Linked DNA regions of Mus musculus: region 1 is linked to region 2. Evidence: chromatin contacts called from public HiCAR-type data. All regions are on one chromosome and are shown on one strand. Each heading gives the region's core, a stretch centred on a gene start, on an enhancer-like site or on the middle of the called end of the contact. The rest is flanking DNA. Distances are from core to core; before and after follow the strand shown. Region 1 has its middle 57 kb from the start of Rfpl4b. Region 2 has its middle 53 kb from the start of Hdac2.

What was found. HiCAR-type assays count read pairs that join an accessible place to other places.
Region 1: a HiCAR-type map of fibro-adipogenic progenitors shows a contact between it and region 2, with 14 times the contacts expected there. The contact joins two enhancer-like sites. A contact is called at or near these places in 3 of 15 datasets of contacts at CTCF or cohesin (large pre-B cells, pro-B cells and stem cell-derived epiblast-like cells), 8 of 484 Hi-C or Micro-C datasets (cerebellar granule neurons, cochlea, cortical neurons and 5 more), 4 of 115 datasets of contacts at active chromatin or transcription factors (astrocytes, embryonic stem cells, fibro-adipogenic progenitors and 1 more) and 1 of 9 other capture datasets (embryonic stem cells).

The regions. Positions count from the first base shown.
Region 1 is chr10:38,875,362-38,882,263 of GRCm38.p6, reverse strand. No RefSeq gene overlaps it. Among named protein-coding and RNA genes, the nearest start is that of Rfpl4b, 57 kb to the right of the region's middle. Within about 2 kb of position 2,788, at least 24 of the 459 cell types and tissues checked have an H3K27ac peak or open chromatin away from gene starts, as enhancers often do. A contact at or near this core is called in fibro-adipogenic progenitors, where this site is marked.
Region 2 is chr10:37,024,473-37,031,453 of GRCm38.p6, reverse strand. No RefSeq gene overlaps it. Among named protein-coding and RNA genes, the nearest start is that of Hdac2, 53 kb to the right of the region's middle. Within about 2 kb of position 4,268, at least 8 of the 459 cell types and tissues checked have an H3K27ac peak or open chromatin away from gene starts, as enhancers often do. A contact at or near this core is called in fibro-adipogenic progenitors, where this site is marked.

The DNA of each region.
Region 1 (6,902 bases), core at 1,539-4,038, 1.9 Mb before region 2:
GTGCACCGAGGAGAAGTATAAATCTTGCCATTGCACTTCATTCCTATTCCATTTCTGAAACAAACTTGGCAAAAGACTATGAGCTCTTGGTCATCACTACGCTGCCCCAAGTCATCAATGTCCTTCATCCTTTCTCAGTGGCATTAGCAGAAAATTGATGTCTCCTCTATAGCACTGGCTTGTGCATGATGCCATCTTTCTAGTAGAGTGAGTATAGTTCCTAGTTAGCTATGAAGTAAGGGCTGGGTATCTCTGTCTCTCTTTCTCTTCTTCCCTCTCCTCTCTCCTTTCCCCTTCCCCCTCCTTTGTTCCTTTTTCTCTTCCTCTTGCCTTCCATCCTGTTCTAGTTCTTCACTGTTGTCGTCTTTCTCACTTTCTTTCTCTCTCTCCCTTCTTTCCTTCCTTCCTTGCTTCCTTCCCTTCCTCCCTCCCTTCATTTCCTCCTCCTCCTCATCCTCCTTTTCTTCTTCATATTTCGAATGTAAGGGAATCTACTATCTACTGCTTGGTTCTTTGTAAAAAATGCCCCTAACTTCTCTGCTATAGAAGCTGCTGGTTACATTTCTGTTCACCAATATTATAGCAAAAGATGCTTCACGTGTAGCACCTTCTGCTATTTCTCCTGCATGTTTTAAAGGTTCCAGATCTCCAGAATTCTTTTTGGGCATATGTATCAGTTAGGGTTTTATTGCTGTGAAGAGACTCCATGACCAAGGCAACTCTTATAAAGAGCAGCATTTAATTGGAGCTGTCTTACAGTTTCGGAGGTTTAGTCCATTATTATCATGGAGGGAAGCATGGCAGAATCCAGGCAGACATGATACTGGGGAAGGAGCTGAGGGTTCTACATCTTGATTCAAGGGCAGCCAGGAAGAGAGGCTATCATGTCTCACACCAGGCAGAGCTCAAAGCTCTGCCTCTACTGTGACACACTTCCATAAAGGAGGCTACACTCCCAAGAGTGCCATTCCCTGGACCAAGCATATCGAAGCACCACAGTTTAGCTTTGTTTTTAGCTAGCTTCCTCCTTGAACTGTATGAGGCCTTTTCTCCTAGCCTTTCTCTCCTTTTACTCGCATTGTGGTGCATTAGTTTCCACGGGCAGGAGCTAAGACACCCGAGTTGCTTTCTGTTATTTATTTACCCTTTCATTTAGTTCTTTAAATATTTACCGATAATGTCTTCTCTGTTAAGAGGTAGTTTCCTGAGTTCAGCCACCTCAGGGGTGAGTTCCACCTCCATAGCAGGGTCAACCCAATGCCTATCCTGCATCTTCAGGTGTTTCCTGTTTGTAACCAGTACAGGATGTAAAAAGGGAAGATGCTGTTATCCTGTTATCTGAGCTAAGACACACAACTCACGAATGTGCTGCGTCTCTTGACTTAATGGACTACATGCAGCTGGCTCATTCCTGTTTTCCTAATCATTTTAAAATTCCAGGCCAGAGTCCAGGAAAGGACCTGTCTGCAAAAGCTGACTCAAAGACCCTGAAACCAGGTGTTCTAGATAAGGCCCAGTCACCAATGTTAACTTCCTTGTTTAACCCCTCGTGTCAAAATATGATTGGTCAATGCAGCATCTCACCCCATCCCGCTTGCTTTGTGTTCCCATCCTATAAAAATGTTGTACAGTCTCCTTTTGGGGAGGTGGTTCAGATCCTGAACTGGCTGCCTTCCTGTGTGCTCAGAAAATAACACTTCTATTTTTAAGCTTCCGAGTGAGTAAGTTTCCTCGACTTCTACCCTGAACTCAACATTGTCAAGAGGAAGAGTGTAGACATAAAAAATGAGGAAATGCACCACGGAGCCACAGCAATATACTCAGTAATGGCTTTCTACCAGTGATGATGGGAAATTTCTCTGGGGTACTTTCTACAATTTTTACATATGGGGAATGGCATGTTAATTGCACATCAAGAAGTCAGAGGTTAAGAATACATGTCCAGGGGCTAAAGTTAACTCCATCATTTTCTTTTCCCCACCTTTCCTCCTCTTCCTCCTCCTCCTCTTCCTCCTCCTCTTCCTCTTCCTCCTCCTCTTCCTCCTTCTCCCCCTCCTCTTCCTCCTCCTTCTCCTTCCCCACTTCCTCCTTCTTTTTTTAATATCTGGATTTGAAACTGGATTGATAACTCAGCTGAAGCAAGCCAGCATCCATTCAAAATGAATAGATCAAGAAAGGAAATCAGACCTCTCATCTGGAAAGTAATGGAGACCTTGCACCGAGGCAACATAGCTCATTGTAAAAACAGGGAGGGGTAAGATGGTAACATTTGGCTGTGTTACCACATCTCTCTCTTTTCCCTTTAGACAAAATGGACAGGACTTGGCTCTGGCTCACTTATCAGGTAGGGAAGTTCAACCTCTCAGCAGCACTGAGCAGGTGTTCAGTAAACATCGGCTTGTTTGAATTAGGGATGTTTGAATTTCCTCTAGAGCATCTTTGACCACATAGAGTTTAAAGACCTCATGATCTCAGCCCTCTACCAGCTCTTTTTTTAATTTATTTATTAATATATCTAAGTACACTGTAGTTGTCTTCAGATGCACCAGAAGAGGGCATCAGATCTCATTAAAGATGACTGTGAGCCACCATGTGGTTGCTGGGATTTGAACTCAGGACCTTCGGAAGAGCAGTCAGTACTCTTAACCGCTGAGCCATCTCTCCAGCCCCTCTACCAGCGCTTTGAGAAAAGTCAAAGGCAAAACTTCTCATGCTCAGTAAAACACAGGGTGGCATGAACATGCAGTACTTAGGGATTTAAGTAAGTACTCGGCATCCTGCCTTTGACACGGATCTGCAGATGACCTCACTCAGTTCCATGGATATGACCCAAATACCTCAGTTAATTATGGAATGTTCTTTTTCCCTTAGCTTTTATAGACCCGCCCTAACTTAGAAATAAATGCTTAGTTAAGACAATCTCCAGCTTGGCCCTTCTGAAGGCACAGAAAACTGACTTAAATGTAGGCGCCCAGGGGGTTCCTGATGAAGCCATGTCTCTAAAGTGAAATCCTGCTTTCATATACATGAGGTTGGACTGCAGGGTCACATGAGTTCTGATGTGGACTTTCCCATGGATGGCATCATTTCCGTACCCAGAAAGTTCCAGATTCTGAAGAATTTCAGGTTTCGATGCGGAGATTAGGGCAGCTCAGCTTATATTTGGTATTCCACTCAACATGTTAACTTTATAAACCTTTTGATTTGTGTCAAATCGTATCTCCTTCCAGAAATCTTTGACAAGGACAGGGTTGCGTCCCACTTTTCTGTTCCACGTGTTGGCATTTATTGGTCTCCATGTTGCTTCTCACTCTGAATAGTCACATCCTAGTTTCTGCACCCCATCTGATCTCAACTTCTCACTCTTACCAGACAATGTCCAAGGACAACTGGGTGAGGCCCTGCTGTCTGAAGCAGGCCACAGGCTCTGCAGCAGGCCATCATCAGGTGTGTGTGTGTGTGTATGCACGTGTATGTATGTATGTATGTGTATATATGTGCATGTATGTGTGTAAGCTTTACAAGAGCTCTTTTAATTCACTAGCTATGCACCTCTAGGATCATGACTATCAGAGGGAGGCATGAAGGTGACTTTATTTGTCTTAATCACCTCCAATCCTGCCACAGCCTCATCTGGTTTCATAGTAGATAGATGGATTTAAAAACTGTAAGCAAACCAGTTTGTGCATAAAAGCCAGCCTTAAAGAAGAGACAGCCCCGTGTCTAGTGAATTTCAACGCTTCCAGTGCTCTGCTTAAAATGTAATGCATGTATGTGTATACACCATCTTGGGAAGCCAGTAAGATGTAGATGCTGGTTCTAAGGCCCAGAAGGGCCTTGAGATTCTAAATACCTAACAAGGGCCCAGGTGGTGTCAATCTAAGCAAGTAGTAAGAAAAGCTCATGTGATCTTTAAAATTTCTAAGAGCTAAACATTTAAAAGCAGGCTTATTATTGAAGGCATAGATGAGCACATTGACTCAGGAATTTGTTCCAGGCCGCACCTCTCATTAAAACCTGCTAGGCTTAAGACCGCTTTTCAATCACTATGCTGTTGGAGAGGAGAAAACAGACAAGAAGGAGATTTCATTCAGAAAGTAAAAGGGGCCAGCTCTGTGATGGGCTGGCTTGAAACTAGCTGTTAGGATGGTCCTGGAGTGGCTGGACTGAAGAACTTGGCAGGAGTTTGGAGAGTTTGGGGTTGTGGGGCTGTGGAGATGTTCATTCCAGGAGCTGGCCTGAAGCAAATGTGAGATTCAGAGGTGACCCAAACCCCAAAATCTCATCCTAGGATTGGTAGGATTTGGGAGAGCTCTCTCCCTGCTCTTAGCCTGTGTGCTCGCTCCAGCACACGACCTCGACCTCTACTTCTACCTCTACCATCTTCACCTCTGAAGTAGTCAGTGGCCAGATTACAAATTCAACTTCCTCTCTCCCTTCAACTTCCTCTCTTCGGATAAGAACCTGCCCTCCAGGTTCTTGGAATTCTTCTTTATGTAGATGAAGCATTCCTAGGCCTCCACCCTAGTCAATAATGTATATCCACCTTGGGATTCCCTACCCACTCCCCAAATCTATAACCACCCTTCATCACCCTGAATAAAATTGAGTTGCCTCACTGAAGCAGACCTTAGAAGTCAGTCAACACTTCCGTATTCCCAGCTGTCCTGAACCGGTCCCTTGCCTCTGCCCACTTTGTCCTCAATAACCGGAGGCCACCAGCCCATGGGGCTGGTGGGAAGGATCACTTGGGTCTCTTAAAGGAGCAAAAATGAGCCCCCTGAGCTGGGGGCAGGGGTTGCATTTGCCAAAGCACTAACTAAAGAGCTCTGCAAACCGCATACTCGAATCACCTGGGGATCTTCAAGAATATTGAGGTTCTGGTTAGACCACAGGCCAGAGAAGTTGAACTCTGAGTCTAGGATGCAAACAGCAGTTTTCTTGTTGCTACTCAGGCAATTCCAAACACTGATTACCTGGAGAAACTAGGTCTGCAAGTTCTTTGCTTCCAGTGCTTCCAGGGCAACATGGTTTATTATTAAGAAGAACACAAGGAGCGTTAAGGAGGACATAGTTCAGAATTTGGCAAGCTTTTCCCATACAGAACTAGAGAGTAAATATAGTGTTTTAGGTTTCATAAGACTTGAAGCAAAATTGAGCTTACCAGGTAAATGCTTGTATAGCAGAAAGCAAACAAATTCCACAACTTTTGATGAAAGATCAAACAGTGGTCAGTGAGCAGTTTCATATATAACTTTCATGTCATGAAAACTACATCTATTTTGACTTTTAAAGACCATTTTAAAATATACAGCCTATTCTTACCTTGTAGTTCATACAAAATTAGGCAGTAGGCTAGATTTGGGCTTTGTGGGCTAAAGCTTTTTGGCGTTTGATATAGATAACCATATTACCTCCAATCCAAAGACAAGGCAAGAAATGGACATCTAAGTAAAAAAGTCAACTACCTTACCTAACTTTGAAAAATCACAGTTTTCTCCAAGGACAGTCCGCAGATGTAAATACATGTCAAGACAAGTCTTGTTGGCACCTATATTTTTCACAATTATTTAAAAGTAGCTGACTGAGAATGTCACGCGAAATAGAGACATTCTGACTTAAAATGATGCAAGATGATCTACGGATGTCTTTTAAAAATGCAAAGGAGATTTTGATCAGACATTCAAACATGGTGTTTAACAGATGTGCATTTCCTGAGGCCTTGGGTTGTTAAAGATTCCTTGCTACAGAGTCACCCTTCCTGTGTTTGTAAATTGCACATTTCCACCTAGGGATTATGCGGCAAAAAAACCAAACCAACCCCGCCAAAAGCCAGTTTTATAGAGTGGCTGTTTGTGTTATCAGCAAGATAGTCTGAAGTACTGTAGAGAGGCTGTGAAAGTCACTCTTCCACCCTCAGGTATTCTATGTCTACATTATCCCGAAATATGACATTGAGACTGTCATATAAAATTTCTCATTAAGCAGAAAGCATGGTGAGAAAAACTTTAAAGAAAGCCTTAAGACCTGAAAGTCTAAATATTGCTTTTGTAACTCAGTTATAAAAAAGAAAGGTCAATTGTGCTATTTCTGGGCATGAACATTTTCGATTGGAATCAGAAGTTTCCAGGCAATCAAAGTCTTTTCCCTTTGGAGTTTGTCTGCCTTGAGAATTTGCCAGGCGTTGAAGTGGGCCCTCTGCTGGCAGTTCTATTCATTGCACCTAGATTTGATTTATATTGTTTTCTGACACGTTCTTTGAACCTGCCCATATTTTTAATGTTTTCTGTTATGACTGTACATTTCACATAACAAAGAAAACATAAATTCTACGTTGCCAGCTGTAATGGTTAATAATCCTCCACTCCTGCCCTTTTGAATTGTACTAGAGTGTTGGAACATCTGGCAGTTTCCAATTTCTATGTCAGAGTGGGGTTTTGACCTCTATTTCACTTTCAAATGGGTCTCCTCAGCAGAGTAACTCTGCTTTCTGGATTAATTTTGCCATTCTCACCTTTGACCGTAAATGTGAGTTTTTAACACATGATGCTTGAGAAGGGAATGGTGCAGTTTTCAGAGGAAGCTAGGGCTCTCTTGCTCTTTAACTACTTTTGTTAGCCTTTCCAATCCGGTGACTGCAAATACTCCTCAAATCTTATTCCTCACACATCGAAATTTTTAATTTACATTTGTTACAATGGAGGGCTCATCTGCTCTAACAATCCCAGTCACAAGGTTTAAAAGTAATGACTTTTTTTTTTTTTTTTTTTTTTTTTGTAAGCTGGTTCAGCTCTGGGACCTTGAGGAGGGGCAGGGAACTGTGTTTATTAGGCCTTGTACATGAGCAATTATAAGTGTAAATACGTGAAAACATATGTATCTCATCTAGCTTCCACTCTGCT
Region 2 (6,981 bases), core at 3,019-5,518:
CTATACAAGAAACGATAATATTCTGTAATGGTACACTATGAAAGTAAGGGTCCCAGTTTATCTGTTGACTGTACTTATGATTTAAAGTTTTATTTTGATGCTACAGGATCTTCAATTAAATCTTAAATTGAAATTTCAAGACTCAAACGTAACAGGGATAAAACTGTAAAATCCTAGTCTTATAAAAGCTACTCATGTATTATAAACAGTTAAGGATAATTAAGACATGCAAGTTAAAGGTCAGTCACCTTGTAAGTGATTAAATTCTTTAATGTGCTCAGAAATACACATGTAGTCATGCTAAGTACAAATGTAATTAATTTACAAGGACAAGTTTTATTTAGTCTTGTGTAGATGCTATCATGGTTAAGCTTGAAGCAATATCTAAAAACAAGTAAAGTTTGTATAAAGTCAGGTATATTTACTATATTACATGCTATCCTTCGAACTCCTCAAAAAGATCTGCTGAATATGAAATTTAAGGTGGTTAATGAAAAAGTTTCCCATGATAGACAGAAATCCAGCATCCCTAAGGGTTCTTTCAAAGAAGATGATGGGGCACAAACAAACTCTACCAGGACTACCCTGTCCACAGCCAGGACCCTGCCCAAATTATGGACAAACAGGACACTGGAGAATTGGCTAACCCTCTTTGCCTAGCTAAGATAGATCACCATCCACAGGTAAGTGTCTCACATCTTCTGGGCCTGGGATTCTGTCTTAGTTTCCGTTTTATTGCCATGAAAAGATACCATGTCTAAAGTAACTCTTATAAAGGAAGACATTTACCAGGGCTGGCTTACAGTTTCAAAGGTATAGTCCATTATCATGGCAGGATGCACGACAGTGTTCACACAGACATGGTGCTGGAGAAGGAGCTGAGAGTTCTACATAACAATCAACAAGCAGCAAAAGAGGACCACATGTCACACTGGGCATAACTTGAACATATGACACCTCAAAGCCCACTCCCACAGTGACACATTTCTCCAACAAGGCCACACCTTCTAATAATGCCACTCCATATGGGCCAAGTATTCAAACACATGAGTCTATGAGGGGCATACCTATCCAAACCACCACAGAGTCGAAGACTAATGTTTCCCTGAATCCTCTACCCCCCAATGAAACAAATGAGATCACCATGGTAATCTTCATCCACGTAATGGGTAAGTCTCTGCCATTTTCACTGATACAGAGGCCATTTAGAATATACTTTCTGCTCAGATTATTCTTCGTGTATCTCCAGTGGTATTGCTAGCAAGCTATACCCTTTACAGTTTAGCAGTAGAAGGCAAATAACACCTTCTCACAAGGCTGCATTTGCCACTTCATAAGTAGGATCAAACCTTGTTTTTCCGAGAGCTGCTAGTTCTTTTTCTGAGAAAGGCAGCCTCACAGACTGCTTTTCCTTGCTGACAGGCTTCACAATGAAGCCCAATAAACTCATAAAACAGGGTTCCATGTGAAAAGCAAAGTCAAGCTCTGCTGCTATTACTATTTTTACTACTGCTTTGTTTAAGAGAACTTGCTTTTCAATGACTTCTCTCAGTAATCAGCCACCTATGTCTCATGGTAAATGATTGGATAGTTTACTCAAGTTGTGAGGGTGTAAGAATGTGATTTAAGGTATGTAAAACCTGAGAAACATTTCAGATTTCTTTCCCTACTGCTATGCTATTAATATGTTAAGACTTCAAAAGTTCATACTTTTAACACACTAACCAATGCCATTCTGATAATCTGTTAATCTAGCCTTAGCATAGTCACAGGCTCAGAATTTTTAATTGATTTTCTTTGATTATAGAAAGATAAACATGGATCAGACATATAGACACACAGATAGATATATCTGGACTCTGGAGAGAGGAAACTGTTCATGCTTTAACACAGAAGGATCCTTTTGGGTCCCTACACTTTTGTTGTGGCTTAAGGTGTGGGTTTACTCCAGCTGTTTACAAATACTTGTTAACTGCTTCTACTACAATGTGAATTTCAGTGCAGACGGCAGATAGTGGTCATGCTAACATATCTAAACGTTTTATGTCTTCTCAACTTTAAGGTGTTCATAAACTTCGTGCAACCTTCAGGGAGTTGTGACCTGTCACGGGCCAAATAGCCTCCAGACAAGTCCTCCTGTCATTCCCCAGCTTAAGCTTTCTGTGTCTCCTGCCTGTCCCAGCTACCAGGCTTGGAAGTTTCAAGTGGACACCCAAGATAAAGACTTTTTCCTAAGCTCCTTTACTTTGCCTTCTGTCCCCAGTCTCTACCTGTCTCAGCAGATTTTGAGTCAGTTGATATTCACTATCCAGGAATCAACTGTGACGTGACAACTGAACCAAAACATCATGTCAAGCCCAGGTTGTCTTGTGGAACCAGAGAGCCCTTGACTTGATAAAAGCTGATGTAAACCAGTCAGGCCAATGTGATTGCTCTCTGTCTCTTTAGGTTTGGTCAGAAAACCAGCTGTTCCCTAACATTACCTAGATCCTCTCCCCCTCGCAGCCTTTGACCAGCATTTCAACCATCCTGGGCCCTGACAATGATGCTCTTATTTCAGCTGAGGAGCAGTTACAGAAGGGATTACATCACCCTCATCATCAACAAAAGGCTGGAATGTCAAGTCCAAAGGAAACTATTTCTCCAAATTCCCAAAGGCTGAAGGGACAAGTGGGTATCTGTGTTGCCTATTAACATACCAATACGTTCTGTCCTCCAGTCTCCTTCAGTATCACAAGTACCTGTTACTCATTTCATACTCCATCCTTGCATCCTGGCTCTTCTCACTTCCTCCCCTACCCTAAACTCCCTCCAGCTCACAGACACCCCCCCCCCCGCCCCAGCTACTCATTCTTCTTATAACTCTGCTCTCTCTCTCTCTCTCTCTCTCTCTCTCTCTCTCTCTCTCCCCTTGCTTCTTTCATAGCCAGGTCCAGTCTGCTGACTATATTCAATCTACTACTTTCTCTTTCTCGTCCAGAATCTTTCAGATGCCTCTGGCTGTTCTTTCTCTCCTATCTACAAGAAAATCCATCCTCTTAACCATACCATGGAGTGGTCATGTCATCAGTTTATAAATCTCAATGGAGTTTCTTCTGGACCTGAAATATATCAATATATGTTACATTATGTACTTGTTATATAACCTACTTTACCATTATATATATATATGTATATATAAAATCTGTGTCAAGAATACCAGACCTACATCATAATTATGGAAGAGTTAGTATTTTGCTGAATTAATAAAGTATAATTTCTTTAATTTTTATTGAGAGTGTATGTTTAGATTGTTATTTAAGGACTAAAGTGGGCATCTTAAAACTTATAGTATGTAGATGACAATATTTAAAAATCATGCCTTAAAAGATTTATAAAATTGCCAATTCCATGCATCTATTTGCCCCTTTCTTTCCTTTCAAAGGGCGCATAGCAATGGGAATCATTGACCAGCTTCACACTTGTGACTGAAGAGAGGAACGAGAAGGGCATGTCCTTAGTTGTGTGTTTTCTAGATGCGTCTTTAGCATTTAGGGGAACCATATACACGAGTAGACTGTCACCATCACAATCTTGATCTTTAAAGTGGTTCAAATTCTTATCTACCAATGCTTTTCCTGCCAGAAAAAAAAAAATCTACTTGGGCCTTTTGAAGCCACAAGTATTTGGAGACAAAGTTGCTTTGACTACATTGAATCTTTACATTGGTTTAAGATTCAAAACCTAGACTAAACTAAAAATCATTAATTAACACCAAACATCAGACTTTGCTCTGACTAACTTGTCAACTGCAAATTTTCAATATTGTACTCAACAAACAGGAATGGAAGTTCTCCTAAGTTATAGCTGGCTCTGGGTCAAGGAAAGAAAAAAATTCATTCTCTTGGGATATACACTGTAAGAAAGTGCTTGAAGCATGGTCAGTTATAAAAAAACGCATACAGAAATCAATGAAGCTCTTATTGACCAAGTGTGGTATAGTTTAAACGTTAGAATAATGACAGTAGTAGATAAAATGGAAACTTATGAGTCTATGCTAATACAGAGTACAAAGCTCGATGAGGAACTGGGTATCTAGGAATAGGATGCATATTCGTCATAAGACACATAAAGAAGAATAGCTTCACAGCAAAGAAGCCTGCTCCCACCACCACTAACAAGCTATCTAATAGAACACATCCAGACTGAGACAAATAAGACCATCTACGAGCTGGTGTCCTGGAAACCGGTACAACTCCTTGGAATACTCCTGTGAAAGACACAGCTGACTATGTCTTGAACTATGAAGAGACATCAGATGAGCTCACATTGAATGATGCTCTATGAGAGCAGAGTATCAGATGACTTCTGCTTTAGTCACAGAAGTAAGACAGAATTATTATTCAGATTTGCACATCTGGCTTGTTGTGTTCCACAGATAGTAACTGAGGCCATGTGTTCTTAGCTCTGGTCTAGATTCCGGAGATTCATCTTCAGCAGAGAGGGGAACAAAGCTTTGTCCTTATGGAACGAATTCCAGGGTAGGTAATCTGATATTCCACTAGTAGAAAAAGGAGGTGATGTTTAAAACTGAGCAATGTCATGAAGAAAATAAAACCAGCACAAGTGAAGACTTAGAAATCTGTTTTCACAGTATCCACACTCTACAGTGTTTTTCCAATATAGGCTCAGAATTCTGCCACTCATTAAAATAAGAAATTGGAATCTGCATATCCACCCTTAAATTCTGTCAGACTTTTGTGACTCATTTCTTCTGTCAGCACACAGGGGAGTAAAAGTTGTAAGGCTTAAGATGTATTGGCAAAGACTACAGGTTCCTCCTAGGTCTCTCTGCTAGGATGAGCCAAGGTATGATGAAGTCAGACAATAGAGAGAGGTCATACACAGATGTACTAGCCAGTAGCCCAATGCTGACTGGAGACCAGTACTGATGCCCTGGGGAAGTTTCCAATAGAACTCCAAATTCTGGCTGTTTAAGGCTGCAAATACTTAGGGAACCCAGAATCAGACCCAGTCAACATCCAGAGCTATGAGAGATAATGATAAATCGAGTGTTGTCTTTTAAAGCCACAAAGTTTTGGTATGTACAAGATAACACCATCATCTTCATCAATAGAATGAATTAAGAATGTAGATCATTCTTAAGAATGTAGATCACTGAAAAATGAGTGGAATAGAAAGAGAAATACATGAGATGATGGGGAGCAAGGCCTACTGACCAGCCTTAGTCCAGAACCCATCCCGCCTTTCAGGAGAGGGCTTTCAACAGGCGACTGAGAAATGAATATGTAGTACATATCCAAAAAGGAATATGATTCTGCTATGAAGAAAAAGTACAGAAAATGGATGCACTTGGAAAGGAAATATTAAGCAAGGAGATCTGAAATCAGAATAAACAAAACCCACACATTTTCCCTCATGTGCAGAATCTAGCCAGCAATGCACACATGGATCCATGCAAACAGGTGTAAAGATGGGCATTCTGTTGTAGTGTTTAGAAAGGAGACCAGAAAAGAACAATGCAGGGTGATGAGCAGAAGCGACATTCAGTCAAGAGACAATCGGAGAGAATGCGAAACTACTGTCACTGAGGTTTCAGCTCTGTCCAATTTTTTCTTCATGTGTATGGTGGGCACGTTCATTGAAATGTTGTAGATGATGAAAGTCCAGAATCCCAAGTGAAGCTCCTGGCTTCAGAATAGCCAACCCAATTGTGTAGATGCCTGAGTTTGTGACTGGGCAAGGGTTTTTGATTTTGTTTTTGAGTGGCTATTTTAATCTAGCTGTGTGATTTTTTAAATTCATTAGTTCATTAAAGTAAAGTGATTTTATTTAATTAATATTTTTTTAAGCAGGGGACTGGAGCATCTGTTGTTCTTACAGAGAATCCAATTTGATTCCCAGCACTTACTCATAATTACTTACATCTGTTTGGACTCCAGTTTCAGGGGACCTGATGCCCACACCTCCATGGGCACCAAACACACATGTGGTGAACATATATACAGGTAGGCAAAACACTCAGACACAAAGTACTAACATGAATAATCTAAAGAAAATCTTGCTACATCATTCTGGCTGTTTATACATTTTAGATTATAGATTATGTAATTTATAATCTCATCAGCCTCACCTTCCAAGTGCTAACACTATAGGTTACCATGCCTGTGTCCTGAAAAGCAGACACTATAAGCTTATTAATGAGCACAGGATGTAGAAAACCTATTTCTCAGTGCTTTTCTGCTCAACTAAAAAAAAAAAAAAAAAAAAAAAAACCCTCAGCTTCTGACGTTCTCTCTGGCTCTCTCTGTCTCCTCTCTCCTCTGTCTCCTCTGTCTGTCTGTCTGTCTGTCTGTCTCTCTCTCTCTCTCTCATATACAAGCACACACACACATACACACACACTCTCATTTTCCTTTCTTAGGAAAAAAGAATGTATATATTCCAAAAATCTTAGATGGTATAAAAACACGGCAACTGCCAGGCATAAATCTGTATTGAACACTCTATAAACCGATTTGTTGCGTCTAAATAGATTTTATTTCTTAAAGCTGAGCTAAATTGCTTTTAAGGTCATTTTCTTTGTTAGCATTATACGTGCTATTAAACCATGTTCAGTTTTTTTTTTTAACTGAATGTTGCATTAAAATAAAATCAAAGTCAAATGAGGAAAAAAGAGATGACTTCCTCTGCATCCTAGACATTCTGTCTCAGGACTAATAAACAGAAAGGGTTGTTTGTATCTTTTCACCAGCATCCTCTCAGCAGGAACTTGCAAAACAAATGTCAGGGAAAAAGAAGAGATTCGGTTTTTCTATATGTAGAATGTGTGTTCATTATTGAAACTTAGAGCAATGTTTCCACCACATCAGGTTTGGTGCTTTTACCCAATAAACCATCTTGCCAGTTCAAATAGGACATTTTAAAGAGTGGCTTTCAGGAATGTTAAATTCCTACTGTACAAACATTGGTTTGAGGCAG